Regions from separate parts of the Arachis hypogaea genome. Here region 1 is linked to region 2. Evidence: chromatin contacts called from public Hi-C data. All regions are on one chromosome and are shown on one strand. Each heading gives the region's core, a stretch centred on a gene start, on an enhancer-like site or on the middle of the called end of the contact. The rest is flanking DNA. Distances are from core to core; before and after follow the strand shown.

The links. A called contact is a pair of places that touch in the nucleus more often than the background predicts.
Region 1: a contact with region 2 is called in a Hi-C map of leaf, with 4 times the contacts expected there. The contact joins two enhancer-like sites. A contact is called at or near these places in 3 of 8 Hi-C or Micro-C datasets (leaf and an unstated tissue).

The regions. Positions count from the first base shown.
Region 1 is chr17:16,334,350-16,337,702 of arahy.Tifrunner.gnm2.J5K5, forward strand. LOC112764611 (mitochondrial succinate-fumarate transporter 1) reads right to left here. Exons shown (of 3, transcript XM_025810298.2): 3 at 2,055-2,880. The coding sequence ends at 2,344. Among protein-coding and RNA genes, the nearest start is that of LOC112764611, 9.7 kb to the right of the region's middle. Within about 2 kb of position 1,467, at least 1 of the 3 cell types and tissues checked has open chromatin away from gene starts, as enhancers often do.
Region 2 is chr17:16,201,580-16,204,821 of arahy.Tifrunner.gnm2.J5K5, forward strand. LOC112764975 reads left to right here. Exons shown (of 11, transcript XM_025810831.3): 8 at 64-168; 9 at 268-359; 10 at 455-608; 11 at 930-1,434. The coding sequence ends at 1,205. Among protein-coding and RNA genes, the nearest start is that of LOC112764975, 6.8 kb to the left of the region's middle. Within about 2 kb of position 1,877, at least 2 of the 3 cell types and tissues checked have open chromatin away from gene starts, as enhancers often do.

The DNA of each region.
Region 1 (3,353 bases), core at 217-2,716, 130 kb after region 2:
TTATAACTAAAAAATTAAATATAAAATAATTTATTATAAATTATTTTAATATAAATTTTTATGTTTTAATTTCTTTTTAAAAAAACTTAATTTAAATTCTTTTTAATATGATTCGCTGGCTGCTAGGTGCTACTCTAAACACCACAAATTCTCAAAGCAGAACTAAGATAGTGGTACGAGAAATTTTCAAAAAGATTAATTTAATTTATTAATTAAATTTAAGATTAATTTACTCTTTTAATCTTATTAATTCATATTATTCACATATTATTCAAAAGTATTGTTGGTTACCTATACTTTTCCTTCACTTTAACGTGATGTACTTCATAAAAATCCTATGCATTGCATTTGCATGCATATATATTTTCTTCGAATTGTTGCAGTGTGACTTGTGTCAAAACATTGCATCCAATAATATTTTCAGACAATAATAAGTGCAACAATTCTAAATTCATTAGTCAGAAGAAACGCTAGCATCATATGTTCACTAGAGAAAACGATTGATTAGATACTCTAAAAGTCTTGCCAAACCCAAATGTATAGCTAAGATATTTCGGTTTATTATTTTCAAACACTAATTTATTAGAATGTATTTTACAACTGTGATAGATGTACACTAAAATTAATTATTTGTATAAAATATATATTACAATATAAAATATACATTAAAAATAAATTAATTAATATATATAGTTATATACAAATATATAATAATTAATTTTAGTGTATAAATAATATTTTTTATTTTTCTTTTGGCAGGGGTTGATCCCCCATCTTTTTCACCAAGCGTCTGGTTTATAAACTTATTCTTCATTTACATTAAATGTGTTTGGAATGGAAAATAGTCAAAACACCTACCAACTCATTGACCAGAAAAAGTAAATTATATATAAAAAAAAAATTCTTTTATATTAAAAGCTCCATGCATAGAATTTTAGCGGATAATAAACCTTTTCAAGTTTGAACCGGAGTTAAAAAAAAAAAAAAGTTAAAAATATTATGATCACTTTAACACACCATGTTCAAACTTTTCCCTCTTTCAGACGACCTGCTTTTGACATAACCTAAGTCGTAGATCCAAAAAAAAAAAATAAATAAATAAAATAAAGCAAAACAACTAAGTCAAACTTAAAGGAATTTAATGTTCTTTCATTCTAAACAAATATTTTTATGTATTATTAATTTAAATTAAATTGTATGAATAAAATTTAGATATAGTTTACACAAATAAAGTTAAATATAGTTTACCGAATTATTTTGTTTTATTTCTCTCTTTTAAAAAGATGAAAAGTAAAATAAAATTGGTGGCCGGTTCATTTCAAAATTCAAGAATTAGTTTTTGGTTGGCGAAAAAAATTGCATATGATGCAAAGAAATATGACTTAAATGTTTAAACAAAGCCTGCTTGGTGAAGGCTTATTTTTTGTTCTCGGTTTTTGACATATTTCCTCAATCCTTTGAAAATTTAGTTTTGATTTCTCCATCTAATGAGCTAACCCCACGTCAGTTAATCTCTAATGAGTCCATAATCCATATTGTTTTTGGGCATCATAATAGGAAAATAATGTTGAGGCCCAAAATAACACGATTTTTAGTTAATACCAAAAAAAAAAAACATTTTAACGCTATTTTTAGTTAAATACATTTTATTTTTATTTTTCACGGTATTTCCTAAACTGATCTGAACTCCAGTTAAAAGACCAATAGAATGTTGTATGTACAAGATGAAATTTGAAAACCCCCAAAATACAAAATTAATTAATAACAATTATAATTTTATGCTTGTACGTATCAAGATTCAAGAGTGTTTAGTATTGAAAGAAGATTGTAATGCTTTATTGCGGTGTTGGTGGAACATTTGGGCGAGTCCAATGTTTCCCGGTTCAAACAAACAGGCTGCAAAAGAGTGGCTTTGGTAAGAAATTAGCGGAAGCTAATAGTTCTCTTTTGGCGCTATTTATTTCATCGTCCACCACATTATTGAAAAGCTTCAGCTTCTTAAATGCTGCTTTTGATTTTAATACTGATAAACAATAGAAATACACTCCAGAAAATAGCATGAAAACTTTATTCCAGATTGCTACAACAACTTCGCATAAAATGACTTGCTAGCTAGTAGTGCAAGTATTTAGAAAATTGTTTCGGGCTAAAATTGCTAGTTATTCACTAAGCTTTATATGGACCCCAATCGTCCACTCATCAAATTCAATGGAATTAACTAAATAAGCCTTAGAGAAAGAGCACAAAAATGATTATTAACTCTATCCTTGCATTGAAATTGGCTTAAAAAACTAATGATTGCCAAAAAGAAAAAGGAAAAGAAAGAAAATATTAGTACATTACCTATAATTCTGCCACTTTGAGATGTCTCCTCTCATACAAACCAATTATTTGATCGGCCACTGTCCACATAATGGCCTGGCCAGGCGGGATCCTCATGAGCCGAGGCAGCAGACCTTTCCATAAGGCACGAAGTCCTTCCTCCGAATATATTGTTCTGATGGCATGAATCATACCCTTGTACTTCAGTTCGCCCCCCTCTCGGCTCTGAGCCATCAACCTTGTTTTCACCACATCAAAGGGACCAGTACAAATAGGGCCTGCGGTGCCAGCAAGAAACCCTGAAATCATAGACTGCCATGGTAGGAGTACTTTTCCATCTCCTTCATGTTTGCTCCATAAAAGTATATCAAAAGAATTTTTGGCAGTAAACATGGCAGCTTGATTTGTCCCATTACGCATTACAGTAGGAGCAGCCCCTGCCCAAAGCCCAAGAATGCCTTCCTCCCTCACAATCATTCGAGCACAATGCACGGGACCTTTGTATTTTAAAAGCTCCGGGCTTAGACCCCTCTGCTGCTGCAATCTAATCTTCACAACCTACAAAGACACGAAGACATATTATGAACATGAGAAACCACATGCCAAAGATGTTAGTGATGTCTTATGCTGAATAGCAACACCAATGTTAACTTTCTTTTCTTCTTGAAAAAAAAAGTGCCTTGTTACAATTACTTTAGGATAAAAAAATTCAAAAAAAAAAGTATCATTTAGTCATGCACTCATCATTGCAAGTTTGCAACACACAAAAACTATGATAGGAAGAATTAAAAGGAGGATGTGCAGGTTAGCAATTAGGCCTCGAATGAATAGTGCACTTATATCATTGGGCAAATGCACAGACAATATCTGCCGGTAGTTCATGCGAGAGCATGAGAAAGAGCTAGAGACAACAAGAAGTTAGCGAAAAACAAAAATGAGAGGGGAAAAGAGGGAAGGGTTCTCCGTGTTAGTAACATTTGAATTCTTTGATCTCTCTCATCAAGATACATACACACCCATCTCTATACATA
Region 2 (3,242 bases), core at 627-3,126:
GTATTGATATTGAAATCATTTTTGTATCTGGTTTTGCTCATATATTTTTACCTTTTGAGTCAGATTTTCTTTCAGCGCCAGTCTTATATAAAGTTCCCTATTGTTCGCGCTGCAAAGACTTCAAGAGCAAATTATTGTTTAGCTTGTCTAATCTCGCTTGTGGAGCAGGTAATTTATTTATTATTTATTATTATTACCAAATTCAGTGTCCATATTCCATACCAGTGTTTTCATGCTACACTTAATGTTAACTTTATTTTTCTGCAGTCAAGATACCTGCAATTTCGAAATTGGCCTGTCGAGTGGGGTTGGTGCCGAGACCTTCAATCGTTTATTTTTGTATTTGAGAAACATAACAGGTAGTTGGTGTATATTTGAGTCCATGTTTTCCGTTTATTTTTTTCCTTCACCATTATATTTCCCGACTTTGAGATTTAAACAAAATTCGATGCAGGATAGTGCTGGAACGCCCTGAATATGGTTATGCGACCTACTTCTTCGAGTTGATACGCTCCTTACCTGTTGAATGGCAGATCAAGCGATTGGTGATTGCTATGAAACTGTCAAATTGTAGCCGAATTTCCCTTATTGAGGACAAAGAATTAGTGGTAATGACTCGATGCCACCTAATGTAACCATTCTGCAGAAGTTTTTTAACCTAACTGTTAGTATCGATTGACTTTGTTTTATGTATTTGCAAAGGGGTTATTGGTGAAATGTACCCTCTTGAATACTCCATTTTGCTATACGCTCGAAATCGCCGATATGTGGTGGCTGAAAATTGATTGTGCTGAGCTATGTTTGGCTGAAAATTGTTACCTCCTTAGTAATCATTGTTCATTAGTGTTGAATAGAACAATTTTTCTACCATGAATTTCTATTTTCTTTCACTCATTATTGCTCTATTCAATGCTGTGTCTGGAACATAGGTTGGTGAACATTTGAGTGAAGGTGAGGCCAAGGTGTTGATGGAATATGGTTGGACCCCAAATACTGGCTTGGGAACAATGCTTAACTACCGTGACAGAGTTGTGCATGATAGGAAGAACGAGAAGGAGAGTTCCGAGTGGCGGTCAAAAATAGGTAAGTTGCTGATGAATGGCTTCAACGGCGGGAATATAGTGACGGAAAACGTCCCCAAGAAAGTCGAAGAGTTTATTCGCGCTCGAAGCCCTGACGTAAAGCTTGAAGAATCTGACATCTGATTAGAGGTTAACTTGTGCATATAGTTTTGTATCATATTAGAGACTGAGACCTTGTTAATGATTCTGACTTAGCAGTTTATTGTGAAAACTCGAGCATTGTTTCTTCAAAAATACTATTTGTACATCAAAATTAGCCACTAAAATTAATTAGTATGTATTTCTGTATAAATACAGATGTTGATTAATTCGTTTTCAATATGTATTTTGTATTCAATATATTTTTATACTAGTTTCTGATTTTGGGATACACATAAGATTTTTTTTATTATTACTGCATGTATAGTGTGAGTTAGGGACCTTGCTAATGAATTGGAGAAAATTGGATGAAGAATGGTTTCTTTTTTTTTTTTGGTATTGGGATGGGGCCAAAGCCCAAGAATTACAAAGCAGCGACTACAGTAACAGTTCGGGGAAAAGATATCCCTCTACAATCATTAGTAAGAATTGGTCTTAATTTAGTCGGAGGCTGATCTATGAAAAGAAAGCCAGGATTAATATTAAAACTCTTTTTGACAAGCCAATCCGCTCCTTGGTTTGCTTCTCGATAGATATGCTTGATTTGAAATTTGAATACACCAATTCCTTTTGAGATAATCACCAATTCTTCTGATTAAAGGTACCGGGTGTTGTGTTGAATCCTTTGCCTTGTTGATCATATCCACTACTACCTTGGAGTCTGACTCCACTACCAAAAATTTTAAACCCAACTCCCATGCAATTTTAACACCATGGAATATTCCCCATTGCTCGGCTTGAATTGAGGTGCATGTTCCTATGTTCACAGCTCACAGCTCCGTCTGAGACTCTGAGTTGAGCTTTGACCATCCCTCTGGTGGCTTTAACCAGCCAATATGTATCTCCTCCCGCGTTCGCTGATTCTTCAAGGGTTTGGTTCTCTCAAAGGTTTCTTCTATGTTCTTGACGTATTTCTGAATAAGATGGTCAGCATTTTGAGGTCTGCAGAAAGGAAGCGTGAAGATTTCTTTGTTCCTCCACTGCCATATCCACCAACAAGTTACAAAAAATTGCGTCATCTAATCGCTCTTGGTCTTTCCCAGTTCCGCAGTCAGATTCCACCGAATCCAAGAATCGAAGGGAGCTCTAAAGAAGAGGTAGTGGGAGGGATGAATAAGCTTTGTCCAAACTCTTGATGTCCATGGACAGTCTCTGAGAACATGTAGCACAGATTCTTTCACACCATCACATTTATGGCACGAAGGATTTGTTTGGAACATTCTTGCTCTTCTCTTTGCTGTGAGTATTTTCTTATGAACCACCATCCAAAAAAAAACTTTTATTCTGTGAGGTCCTTTCCACCTCTATATCAGGGTCCAAACTTGGTTTTGCTCTTCCTCATGCTGAGTTAGTGCGCTATAGGTGCTAGATACTGAGAATTCTCCGTCATTCGTGAGCTCCCAAGTTAACATGTCCTGTCCCATAGAGTCCATTGCTGGCGGCATTGCTCTGATGGTACTTAAGATGTCTTCAGTAAGAAAATTCTGCAAATAAGTTACATTCCATTCCGCTGCTGCAGTGATGGCATCACGCACTGTTAGACTGAGATCCACCTGCATTGGATTAAAGGGGGGGCTCCCTTTATCCATTTATCAGTCCAAAGCTTAGTTGTTCTTCCATCCCAATAGAGATGTAAGTATTTTGGATCAAGCAATTCCAAACTTTGGCCAAGCTTCTCCATAGTGTTGAATCTGATGAGCATATTTGAAGTTCATGGAGTAAATTTTTTCCTCTCTCAGTACTTACTTCTTAGGACCTCAGACCATAAAACCTTCTCATTCTTTAGTAGACGCCATAACAGTTTAACAAGAAAAGCTTCATTCATTGCCTCAAGCCTCATTCTTCCATTTATTTTTGGTTTGCATAGAACCTCCCAGTTAACATTGTGTATTCTTCTCTTGTTAGTCTCTTCCCCCCATATAAATCTTCTCTGCATTTTTTCAATTTCCAAACAAACTCCCTTTGGTATGGAGGTGTACATCATATCAAAGTTGATTGAAGGACTTATGGCAGACTGCACTA